Regions from separate parts of the Ostrinia nubilalis genome. Here all the other regions are linked to region 2. The links are chromatin contacts, called in public Hi-C maps. All regions are on one chromosome and are shown on one strand. The core of a region is the stretch at or near the end of the contact, and the rest is flanking DNA. Distances in the headings are between cores, read along the strand shown. Region 1 holds the start of LOC135076927 (homeotic protein antennapedia-like). Region 2 holds the start of LOC135076929 (homeotic protein ultrabithorax). Region 3 holds the start of LOC135076926 (homeobox protein abdominal-A homolog).

Region 1 (3,819 bases), core at 113-2,612, 240 kb after region 2:
TTACTACTAATACAAATTTTCTTTTATTCATCTTTGCGTATCTCCTTTTGTGAGTAGATTGAGGTTAAGATAATAAAGCCTATAGAAAACGTCATTATTAAAAAAACTATCTGATATTTTTTGTTTTTCATGGAAACGGCAACGGACATTTAGGAGGATATAATACTTAGGTATATTTTTAACTACTTTCATAAATGCAAGTTTATTAAAGAAATTATCATAGGCAAATACTGTCATTTATTTATTTATGGCTCACAAAACAAGTCACAGTCATATTTAGGCACAAATTACAATCTATAAATTAACCTTAACCGCAACTCTTAGCTGCACCACCTTATTTTAACTGTAACAATAACAATAACCGGTGATTTTTGTATAGAGTTTGACAGATTTTTGACGTTGGTGAAAGTTAAAGTAAGATAGTGCAACTCAGCCTTAACATATTATGAGCACATAATGAATAATGAAATAAAGAGGGTAAGAATTATTAAATTAACCTTATTTTATGCTTACTTTTTTAGTTTCTTTTTACTTTACATAGTAAATGACATTAAGATTACTAAACTGGCAACATTAGTCTAACTGCTCGTCAAGAAATATTACAGCAGTTTCAAAGGCCGCGCGCGTCGCGTAGCAATTTTGAAGTGATATTTTTTAAATTACATTTTTAATCCAGAAATGTAACTGGAAATGTTTTTATGGATATAATTGATATTGCGAATAGTTATTGTAGTTTGCAAGAAACTAAAAATGTGTGCCTACCCTCAAACCCCCATTAGCTTACAAAGATTAAAATAATGTTATTAACGTCAAAAGTCAACAGCATGGCTTATTTATTTGACTAGGATATTGTGTTCTAATTTGGTTCCAATAGTGCTACTGTGAATACTCGTACATTCAGTGAAAAATATACCCAAATTCGCAGGCCGTCTTTCAGTAACAACACGAACGATTTTCGTGACAGTGAGAAAATACACAGTGAGAAAGTGAAAATATTGAAAACTTGGAATTATAGCAAGTTAATATTTGTGGTTGAAGTAATTACAGAAAATAAATGCGACATTGGGTGGTAGCGCAAACAAGTTCTAAACAGCTCCAACTTGACATTTTATCAAAATATCCAAAAAATCGTTTTTTCCCTCTAACCCGTTCAAAACGCCAACAATAGAAGTAGAGCCGCTTTCACCACCCGCATTCTGGTATCAACGTCTGGTGCATCGAACGATACACGAAGAAACTTTACGACGGCCTGCCTGGCTCGGCCGTGGCGCTTCGCGATCACCTCCAATTAATCGGACCGATTAACGTTGTCCAACATCTCCGGATTAGCGGGGGTGGCGTCCTTTTCTGGTAGCAGATTTAGTGCGGCGCCGCGGCGTGCGGCGTCGGCCGGGGGGGTGCGCCTCGATCGTAAACCATCGGCCGCACATTCAACTGACGCGCGCCATCGCGAGAACGCGTTGCGTAACGTATAAACAACGCGAACTGCAACCACGTGTGACTTGCGACATTACGTATTACTCTCATGCCCTAAACGCTGACACGTGAGTGAAACGCAACTGTGAAGTGAACTTGGCGGGATGCGATCGCCGACGGCAGCCGGCGAGGCTTAAGGTGAGTTTATTGCCGATTTACGAGTCTCGGGCGGCCCGGCTGTTTGCCGAACAAACTTTTTGCGATGAACACCGCTTTATAAGCGGCTGGCTGAGGCCGAGTAACCTAAACAAACGGGTAGAGCGTCGACAACATTACAAATGATAACAAATTCGAGCGTACGACTTTGTAACGCAAATATCTTAATCTACGAAAATAGGACTGAAAATGTGTGACGTTAATTGGAAATCATCATACGCATTTAGAATGAGACAGTCATTAAAATATAGTTTTTAGGAACGAGCACTGAGTACAATACACAAACAAAATCTTAGCTCTACCGACCGCGCAAGCGGCTGAGCGGACCAAATTATTGAATTATTAACTTTGTGGGCACGGATAATGTTGTTGATTTTGAAAATCAGTTTCATCGATTTGCAAAAAAGAGTCTTATTGCAGTAATCCAAAAGGCCTATTTCTGTGGGGTGATATTCGCCGCTCTCGCGCCCCGTGTGTCAGAAGTCTCGGCAGATCATAAACAATTTAGTGTAAGGTAAGAGATTTGAATCTCGGAGCAGTTTGTAAATGCTCAGTATCATCTTGAAAATTGTCAATGACTCCGTGAGATGAATTTTCTTTTGCGGAGAGAAAAATTTATTAATAATTCCATTGTTTAGTTTCTTTCAGGCCATTGTTATTGGTGTAGTAAATCCTTTTTGTATAATTTATACCGTGTTAAGAAAAATATAAGATAGAAGATGTAAAAAGTAAATATTTTACCCATTAAAAATGTATATTGTTTTTAAATTAAAAAAGATAATAACGGATATAATAATAATTTAAAATTTTAATAAGAGTAGCGTTATCATATCGATATAAATTAAAAATTAAAAGGCATTTCGCATTGTTTAGATTTTATCACAAGATAGATTAGGCAATTAACATTTTTGTTACTATGAAACCACATTGTTATAATGTTAAAATTCTATTTCTCATAACTAGATAGGTTTACCATAATTAATTACACAATGAATTTATTTTATAATAATGGAAACTGGTAGAATCTAAACATGTGGAAATTAATGAGTCACAGTCTAGAGACCATTTGAATATTATTTCAGTTATTCCTTTAGTCTTTGGAAGTTGCGTGTTAGTTTTTTTTTAAATTTAACCAACTTTTAAAAAAAATATTGCGAGCCGGGTATCATGTTCCCGGTAACAATTTATGGTCTAATTGCCAATACAGCGTTGATTAGGTGCACATTTTTTTGAAAACCCCGACCAATTTGAACTCTATATCCCTCCCCTTAGAATCTATTACGGTCTTTTAATGGATAGGAAATTATAATAAACCTACTGTTATTGGGAGATTTATTCGTTACGCCCAGAATAACAAAACACCTTTGTTAAATTAATGCCAGATAAATACTTGTTCATTAGAAGTTAATTGTTAAGTAGAGTACACACATGGCTGGCTTACGAAATAACACCTGTAAGACAACTATAATTGTTGCCTTAGGCGTTTTAAAGAATTTTTAATTTAATAATAAATTAATATTTAAACACCGGGACATAATACCTCATAGCGATACTGCTAATTGTATTTTGTATTACTTCTTTTTATTTTTATCTCACATAATCATTGATATTTAAATATTTCTGTTGATAAAGCAGCGTTTCTTGTTACTTTAACTTTTTGTTTTCAGTCGGTTAAATAATGTATTACATTTAAATAGCAATATGTACGTATTAAAATTTGAAACTTTATTATATTTGCAAATGTTTATTTGTTTTTGATGATAATTTTTTTGCAATTAATTTATGGTGAAAAGATAAAGTTGATAAATATAAAATTGATGATTAATTAAATGATACTTTAGGTCCTTTCATTGAAAGAGAAAAAGAGGATACTAGTACCTAATGAGACAGATGGTACGGTAGAAGTGAGATAAAAATTACTACTCAAAAGCGTACCCAAAACTATTAATACCAACAACACTTCTAATATTAAAAACCATAAGAGCTAAAAATGCTCACAGGAAAAAACTACTACTCTACTTATTTAACTCATTGCAACTGTTTCTGCAACTTAGCAAAATATCAATTTCAATGGAAACGTATAACGTACAATTGAAGAATTTGCAACAAAAACCCATAATTTATCGTATCATTGTTCAAAAAGTAAAAACTGTTATTAGTGCTGAATGACTTTTTAGACGACAGGGT
Region 2 (4,289 bases), core at 472-2,971:
GCTTTTTAATCAAATAAGTTTTAAAGAGCGAGTAAAATTAGGTCCAAGAGACGTAGAGACTGTCACTAGATTGATTTGTTCCCCTCTTATTAAAAGGTATAATATGAAAGAAAATAGCTTTTCTGTAAATATGGAAATAGCTGTGTAGAATGTCATTGTATATCTTTTTACTTAGGTATTGACAAAATCAACTGCTATATTTGCAACACGCAAACTTAGTTCAAATGTAGAGTTGCCAGTCACTTCAAGAATTCTCCCACAAATTCGTTATCAACTTCATTTCGGGAATTCTTACCCTTGCTCTGGATCCCAAGTATTTGTGGGGTTATTTTCAAGAATGTAGAGTCACTTACTTCAAGAATTTTCTTACCTCATTCGGTAGAGAGTGCGTCGTAGTGAAATTTTCTTATGTCTTACGGCCTAAATAAACACATTCTTGGCTAATAGACTTTTCAAAAATATAGAGACCTTTTTGTCTTGACTTAGCTGTAATTTATGCTTGATTGAAGCGATTTTCACATTAAAATCAGAGTAAATTATGCTACTTACGTAGTTACCGTCACTGGACCAACTGGATGCCTGCTTGCCAGGAAAGCCACCATTTCGTCATTTCCCACTGAGTGCGCATTTTTTAATAATCACAGGCAATTAGATGTGATTATCTTTTTGTCTGCAGACCACTTTATAATTATGTACTTTACAAGTTAATTACTTTTTACGTATCCACCAGCGCCATCTAGCGGGGCGGGGACTATCGAAAAAGGCTTTATCTAAGACGTGCCGGTATCTGTACGAGCCTAAATTGACCAATTATAAACTGGGGGAAAAAACCTCGGCTGCGCTCAACCTGTTTTATCGGCAAATATTTGTTTAAAGTTGTAACTGCAATAAAAATGCGAGCGTGTCTCATGGTAGGCCAGCACCAGGCAATTCATTCGTTTGATGACTTCATTTGAACGCGCGAACTGAGCTCTTGTGATAATGCGCTATTGTTTACCCACCGATAGTGCGCCTTCCCTGCACGCGCCACACAGCGCTGGATAGAGACAGCAACACTTTGCGCTGCACCGACTACGCAACCGCACTTGCACGATCCACTCCCCATCTCGCTCGCGCTTACGCCCAAACCTAAAATCAGAGCGCGAGGACGCTACGACTCGTAAAAACAGGTAGTAGAAGAAATAATAATCATCTTTACGACTTCTCACTCTATTCAGCACCTTGTTACGATATTGCGCGCTCATTGTGGCCCGGTCGAGGAGTGGTTGTAAAATCTTTTCTTTACTCGCCCGTTTCACTAATTGTACGTTTATGAGTTTACGACTTTGCGGCTTAACTTTTCAGTAGTAGTCATTATTGGGCTCTTGTCGACCCTTTTTTACGACTTGGGTCTTAGCTACTTAAAATTGCAATATTGAGTAATTGTTAACAGTAAAATCTTTAAACGCTTTACTTACTTTGAGATTTGTTTTGGTTTCTTATCAATGTAGAGAAATACCGGTATCGGTTTGTAATTGTAATTGAGACGTCGATAGACTTGCAAGGGTTGCAATACAATAGAGGCAGACCACGTGCTTCAGTAGGTGTGATAAGAAAGGGAAAAGAGAGCGTAACTGATAATATTTATAGTCATTAGCGAAAAGGGGACGGAACAATCGGTCGAGTTGCGATCGCAGGCCGCGCGCGGGGCGGCGCGCTTGTCAGTTGACTGCGTGAGTCGGGCCGCGCCGGTCGCACACCGCCACAAGCGCGCTCCATCGCACGCCACGACAAACTTCGCTCGCGAGACTCGCGACATCACCCACAATACGACAACAAACAGTCCCACTGTGACCACTTCAGACTACCCGGCGCCGTACGACCGTTTAAAAGCTCGTAAAACCACGGCACGCGCTCCCGACTCGTAAAATAATCGTAAAAAGTAAACACACGTCGACTGGCCTTTATCGCCGGCCCATTATGACGCTCGAGTGACGTTTAAGAGGCAATAAAATTAATAAAATTAAATTTCATTGTCTGGTATTTGGTGTGACATTGGCGGAGGTCGCGTTATCACCGCGCGCGGGACCGCGATGACATAAGTGTTGCCTAACTTAGTGAACGATAGTGACTGGTCAGAATGAACTCCTACTTTGAGCAGGGTGGCTTCTACGGGGCGCACGGGGTGCACCAAGGCGGCGGTGGCGGTGACCAGTACAGAGGGTTCCCACTGGGGCTGACGTATGCCCAGCCTCACGCCCTGCACCAGCCGAGGCCGCAAGACTCTCCTTACGACGCCTCAGTGGCAGCAGCATGTAAACTATACGCTGGAGAGCAGCAATATGCAAAGGCTGACTGTTCGAAAGCCGGTGGAGAGCAACAGAATGGCTATGGAGGGAAAGAATGGGGCTCTGGGCTGGGGGCTCTCGTGAGACCGGCAGCCTGCACACCTGAAGCACGGTACAGCGAGTCCTCGAGTCCTGGCAGAGCTCTCCCCTGGGGCAACCAATGTGCACTTCCCGGAGCCGCCGCAGCCGCCGCTCAACCAGTTCAACATCAACCCACCAACCACACATTCTACCCTTGGATGGCCATAGCAGGTCAGTGACTTCATTTTTTACTAAACTTTTTAATGTTAGAGATTAGTCTCGATTCCATACTCTCGAAAGTTATAATTTATTACTTCATTATGAATGTAAATATGTAAAAATATCATCTAAATCATTAATGAAATATAAAGGGAAATAATTATCTAACTGATTAATAGAAAAAAAACAGCATACATTCTCCAAGTCCGAATGGCGCTAAAATGTCGCTGTCATAGTCCAATTCAGTTGGATGCAGCTAAACGACCGGTTCCGGTCTTGTAAGAGAGCGCCCAATAAGAACGCTCGCAGGTAGCGCCGACTTGTGTCAATAAAACGCACATAAAACGAACGACCCTCGTTAACATCTTATTAGCGCCGACAGATTTGAGTGTCATTATAATTTACGACAGTCGTCAAATTAAGCAATATTGTCAATGAATTTACAAATTTTGATTTTTAGGTGACAAAAAGCTGTGAATTTTTGCAGTTCATAAATGTGTCGCAATTTCAAAACAGATTTTAATGACATTTGTACACACAAAAAATATTTATTATCATTATCAAATGAACCATGTAATGTATCGTAAATTAACGTCTTACACTATTCGGTATCATGTTCAAATAAACTTTCTTCACTATACACTAATTGTATCGTGATGTTGCATGTTTTGAGGGCTACATAAATCTTGATTAAAATTTTAATAGTGTATCTTTTTAGGAAAAAAAACAAACACTTAAAAGTAGAAAAATAATTACCTACCTACTAATTACTTATTTATTAGGACGTATTAATATTTATGTTATACCATGATTGTACTTTTGGAGTCGGTGCAGGCAAACTTCACACGTTTCATAATCTTGGCACCGACTCCAAAAGTACAATCATGGTATAACATAAATATTAATACGTCCTAATAAATAAGTAATTAGTAGGTAGGTAATTATTTTTCTACTTTTAAGTGTTTGTTTTTTGGAGTCGGTTTTATTTTTTATATAAAAATTAACTTATTTTTTGCTTTTTAGTTAACTAATTATTACCTTCATGTTACCACTGAAGGTAGGCAGTACATTGAGACTATATTCTTCATGTCAAGTGTAAAATAATATTCCCTGCAAAATACAGGTTATCATATCGGCAACCTAAAAAGACCTTAAACCGTTAGCCTACCTTAAAAACATGAAAGAATACAACTGTGGGTGTAATAGTACCTATAATATTTAAAAAATTATCCTCCAACTCCTAAGCGTTAAGGAATTGTACCTACCATGACCAGTTTATCATGATGAGATGATGTCTATCTGATGCAAACACTTGAATAAATTTAGAAACTATAGTTATCTATAAAATTAAAAGAATTATCCTCCAACTCTTAATCATTAAGGAGTTGTACCTTCTATCATCAGCTCATCAATATGAGATGATGATTTCCAGGAGCAAATACTTGAATAACTTAAGAAAAAATTTGAAATACGATATACGTGCCTATAAAATTTGAGGGTTGCCCTCGATTTCCCTAGGATCCCATCATCAGATCCTGACTTGGTGACAATGGGACCACCTCAGAAGTGTACCCTATCGAACAAAAAAAGAATTTTGAAAATCGGTTCACAATTGACGGAGTAATCGGTGAACATACATAGAAAAAAAAAACATACATACAGTCGAACATATAACCTCCTCCTTTTTTGAAGTCGGTTAAAAAGTATGGATAAAGTATGTAA
Region 3 (4,181 bases), core at 976-3,475, 180 kb before region 2:
GGAATGTATCTTATAAGATTTAAGTTCTAATTTATATTAATTGACAAAAACAGGTCATGTTAAACAGTTCATTTAAATAAAATTTTAATTATTTGTTAATTAATATCACTCTATTTAGTAATTTAAATGCGTTAGGTGCCATATTTTTATTGTATACGTATACGAAATCATTCAATTTATGTAAACATTTTAAAATATTACATTATTGAAAAGTGTCAATACTTAATTCAATATCTAACCAATAATAAAAATGTAGAGTCACATTCCAATATTCACCGGAATACTAAAAATTATATTCCAATAGGATAAAATAAAACTTGCTTGGAGATGTGTACCATATTTTCGTCTTATTAGAATTAAAAAAAAAATTATAGACTTACTAAGACATTCTTATTTCATCGATAAATTATTTATGTTTGAATATTATTTTATTACTCGACTTATTCAATTTTTATTTATTTACTATAGATAAAATATGAAAATTTCCAAATGGTCAAGATAATGACAAAAAAAAATGAAAAAAAAATAGATTAATGTTTTTAAAACATTGTCTCGATATTACAGTAGAGTTCATCTCAATTATTAAGATTGGATGCTCCGCTGACCCCGGTTAACGGCCAAAAATCAATTATAAAACAATAAAAAATACCTCTATCGTAAAATAAATGACCCCTTACTGTCCATATCGGAATTCCATACGTTTACGACATAAACATTGCAATAACAACATAAACCCTATACTTATGCAATGCTCCAGTGTCACACAGTCGTACCACCGACCTGATAAAGCTGAAAAGGCAACTAAACTCTATAAAAACCATGCACTAAAAGCAGGTAGCAATCATAAACGTAATAAATAAACAAACTTCTCACGCAATAAACGGTTTTATTTTTATAGCTGTAAAGATTGTTATTGCACATGTGCTCGCTGCGGTTACGACTTGTAAAGATGAATGAAACGGGCGAGAGAGATGGCATTTACTGTGCGAGAGGGCGCGCAGATCTCAGTCGGTCCACGTGGCCGGCGTAACACAAACTGGTGCAATTCATAAAATTGGTTTTATTACTTGTTACTTGCGAGTGAAAATGCATGATAAACAAACCATTATTTTCATATGAAAGTTCATGGGAAATTAAATAATTTTAATACACACATACTATCTTTTGGACTTTAATATTTCATTTTATACTTGAATAACAATTCAAAATACATGATTATTATTTAAAGCTTTGGCTATATTATCATTCCAATTAAAATCTGATTTGCAGTGTTGAAAAAGCTTATATTTATTCATGACATTATTAACAGGAATAATAATAAAAAAAACAATATGTAGGTACGTACATATATTTATGTGTGATTCCTTTATTTATAAATTAGCCAATCTATTTACAATATTCTTCTGTGTTTGATAAAATTGCATTGAGAAACAAAGATTTTCGAAAATCCATAAAGCATTTTTTTATAAAATGTTCGTGATTTAATCTAAATTGCAACCTTTTATGATAATCCATAGTGAGATTTATTATTTATAATTTTTTTAGACTTGAGTACTATGTGAAAATAATAGTCACTCATTTAAATTAATAGTCAGCAATTCGACCAACTGGTAATCAAATATGTTTTGAATAAAAAAATATAAAAATATTTCAAACATTCAACAAAAATAATTTTAGTTGACCAATATTTAAGTGATATTGTTGTTACTTCAAAACAATATTGTTATTGTGAAAATATAAAACATAAAACGTCCATGCCAAACGTTAACTACCATATTGTAGTAAATTACAAGGCTTTAGGCTTATTTTAATTTCATTACATGCGTTTCGAAATTAATACGAAACAATACGGAATCACAAATTTAATGTTAACTAATGCTGCAATTTCGCTTAAAGCCATTCACTTTGACAGCTAGAAATGCCGGAATGGTTTGTGATTGGCGGTGAATGTTCTGCACCGGATCACTATTGGCGTAGACGAGGAGGCCGCGGGGGGCGCGGGGCTCGGCGCCATTACAAACAATGGCCGTCGGAATGGTCGTTAGCGAATAGCTTTTATCTCTTTCTAATATAAGCCACGCAGGTAGGAATTAATGAGACGGAGAGGGTTCCGGCGGGTGGCCCCTCGCGTTGCGTGCGTCCCGCTCGCACGCACGTGGTTGGTTTCGCCGTCTCGCGATCGGCGCGCGGCAGCGGTAACGCTCGCCACGACGGGGAATTCGGAGTCGTAGAGCCTCATACGCGGGCCATAAACGATCCGCGGCCATAGTAGAGGTGCACGCGCGAGAATCGATCCGAATCGCCGGCGATAAACGCATCTCCCGCGAGGCGACCGTCGCGCGCCGCGTCGCCGAGCGATGAGTTCCAAGTTCATCATCGATAGCATGCTCCCAAAGTACCACCAGCAGTTCCACCATCAGAATTTGTTCGCGGGTGCTGGGGCGTCGCCGATAGAGGCGTCGTTGTCGTCGTCGCTGTCGTCGTCGCTGTCGACGTCGCTGTCGTCGTCGCTGTCGGGCGGGCTGGGAGCGGCGGCGCTGGGCGCGGGCTCGCCGGGCGCTGGCAGCCCGCAGCGGTCATCATCTTCATCATCCGCGTCGCCGGGGGCGCCGGCAAGGATGTACCCCTACGTGTCGCACCACCAGCAGTTCGGAGGCTCGGTGCCGTTCTCGGGCGGAGGATTGTCGGCGGCGGATGACAAGAGCTGCCGCTACCCTGCTGCGATGGGCGCGGACCCGATGGTGAACTACGCTTTGGGCCAGCACAATGGAGGAGCGGCAGTGTCAGCGGCTTCCGCAAGCATGGCAGCGGCTGCCCAGTTCTACCAGCAAGCTGCGGCGGCTTCAGCAGCGTCGGCGGCCACCGTGGACGCGATGGGCGCCGCCTGCTCCCAGCCTCCAGCGCAGCCGCTGCCAGACATTCCCCGCTACCCGTGGATGTCAATCACTGGTAAATGCTCCACTCCTTGCATGCCGCCATTCCGATCTGCGAAAAAAATGTCGCTTGAATACTTTTTTGATTATTTTAGTGCCTATCGTGATATTATTTCGCCCCATTAGCTTTTAGTTTAGTTAGACTTTGTCCTCTTAATACGTTGACAATGATTTTGCTAATTACAAGACGCGATTAAATTTTGTGTCACGCATTTTTTATTTCGGCTTTTGTTTATTATGTAGAAAACGTGCTTGAATAAGTAGTAACAAATTTTGTTCAATGTTTCAAAAATACATTTATGTACACGTAAGTACATAATTGAAAAGATGATCATTTCCGAAAATATTCCAATCAGAACTGTTCATCAACACGTTTATTGCTAATTAAACTCGTTTAATGACCGTCAATCATTTATATAACAATAAAATATTTCAGCTGGGGCAGTATAAATGCAATAAAACTGGCCATTATTATTTTTATTGACATTGTGTCATTATATGCCGTTTACAATGTCGTTTTGTATTCAATAGTAGAGCCTATGTATTATTTTACAAGAATACACATTTTTTAGTATTTATTAACTGAAAAATATATTATTTTATTTGAGACTTTTTTATAAAGTGTTTTATGAGGTGCACAGCTTTATATTAAAATGGTTAATTGACAATAATAAAGATCATAACAGATTCTTTTTCCAATATTTATAGACGTCTCCAATTTTAAAAGCTTCAACTATCAACATTTATCAAAAAAAAAATATTTTAAAAATTTAATACCAACTAAAAATAATTATACGCATAAAAACTAATTACTATAGTAATTATAACGCAATCAAATGTTTAATAAACTGCTTAATTACTCTTTTATTACTATAATGTATGGAACCGCGACATTTGAGTAATTAAAACAATAAATATTAATTTTGCAATTTCAATACAACTAAAACAATTAATTTTAATTTACTGCGACCATTAGAACAATTTATATTGGTAATTTATTTGCTATGGATCATTAAAATAATTATAATACATAACGAAAGCTAATTATTTAATTGTGATAATTACATCAAATTTTAAAATAATTAAATAAATCAATTACAGATGTAATTATGTTTCTAAATACTTTTTTGGCATTGTGCCACGCCTACCAATGGTAAAGGACTATAAACACTTCAATTTAACTAATTTCTTTTGGAATATAAATATTTTTGTTATGCAAATCCTAACCTAGGCCAACAACTACATTTC

The links. Hi-C and Micro-C count contacts between places; a contact is called where the count stands out from the background.
Region 1: a contact with region 2 is called in a Hi-C map of whole body, with 5 times the contacts expected there. The contact joins the promoter of LOC135076927 here to the promoter of LOC135076929 in region 2. A contact is called at or near these places in 3 of 5 Hi-C or Micro-C datasets (all in whole body).
Region 3: a Hi-C map of whole body shows a contact between it and region 2, with 2.7 times the contacts expected there. The contact joins the promoter of LOC135076926 here to the promoter of LOC135076929 in region 2. A contact is called at or near these places in 3 of 5 Hi-C or Micro-C datasets (all in whole body).

The regions. Positions count from the first base shown.
Region 1 is chr12:10,589,215-10,593,033 of ilOstNubi1.1, forward strand. LOC135076927 (homeotic protein antennapedia-like) reads left to right here and starts at 1,363. Exons shown (of 3, transcript XM_063971447.1): 1 at 1,363-1,614.
Region 2 is chr12:10,344,345-10,348,633 of ilOstNubi1.1, forward strand. LOC135076929 (homeotic protein ultrabithorax) reads left to right here and starts at 1,722. Exons shown (of 3, transcript XM_063971449.1): 1 at 1,722-2,579. The coding sequence starts at 2,120.
Region 3 is chr12:10,162,204-10,166,384 of ilOstNubi1.1, forward strand. It overlaps LOC135076926 (homeobox protein abdominal-A homolog), which reads left to right and starts at 2,226. Exons shown (of 3, transcript XM_063971444.1): 1 at 2,226-2,949. The coding sequence starts at 2,358.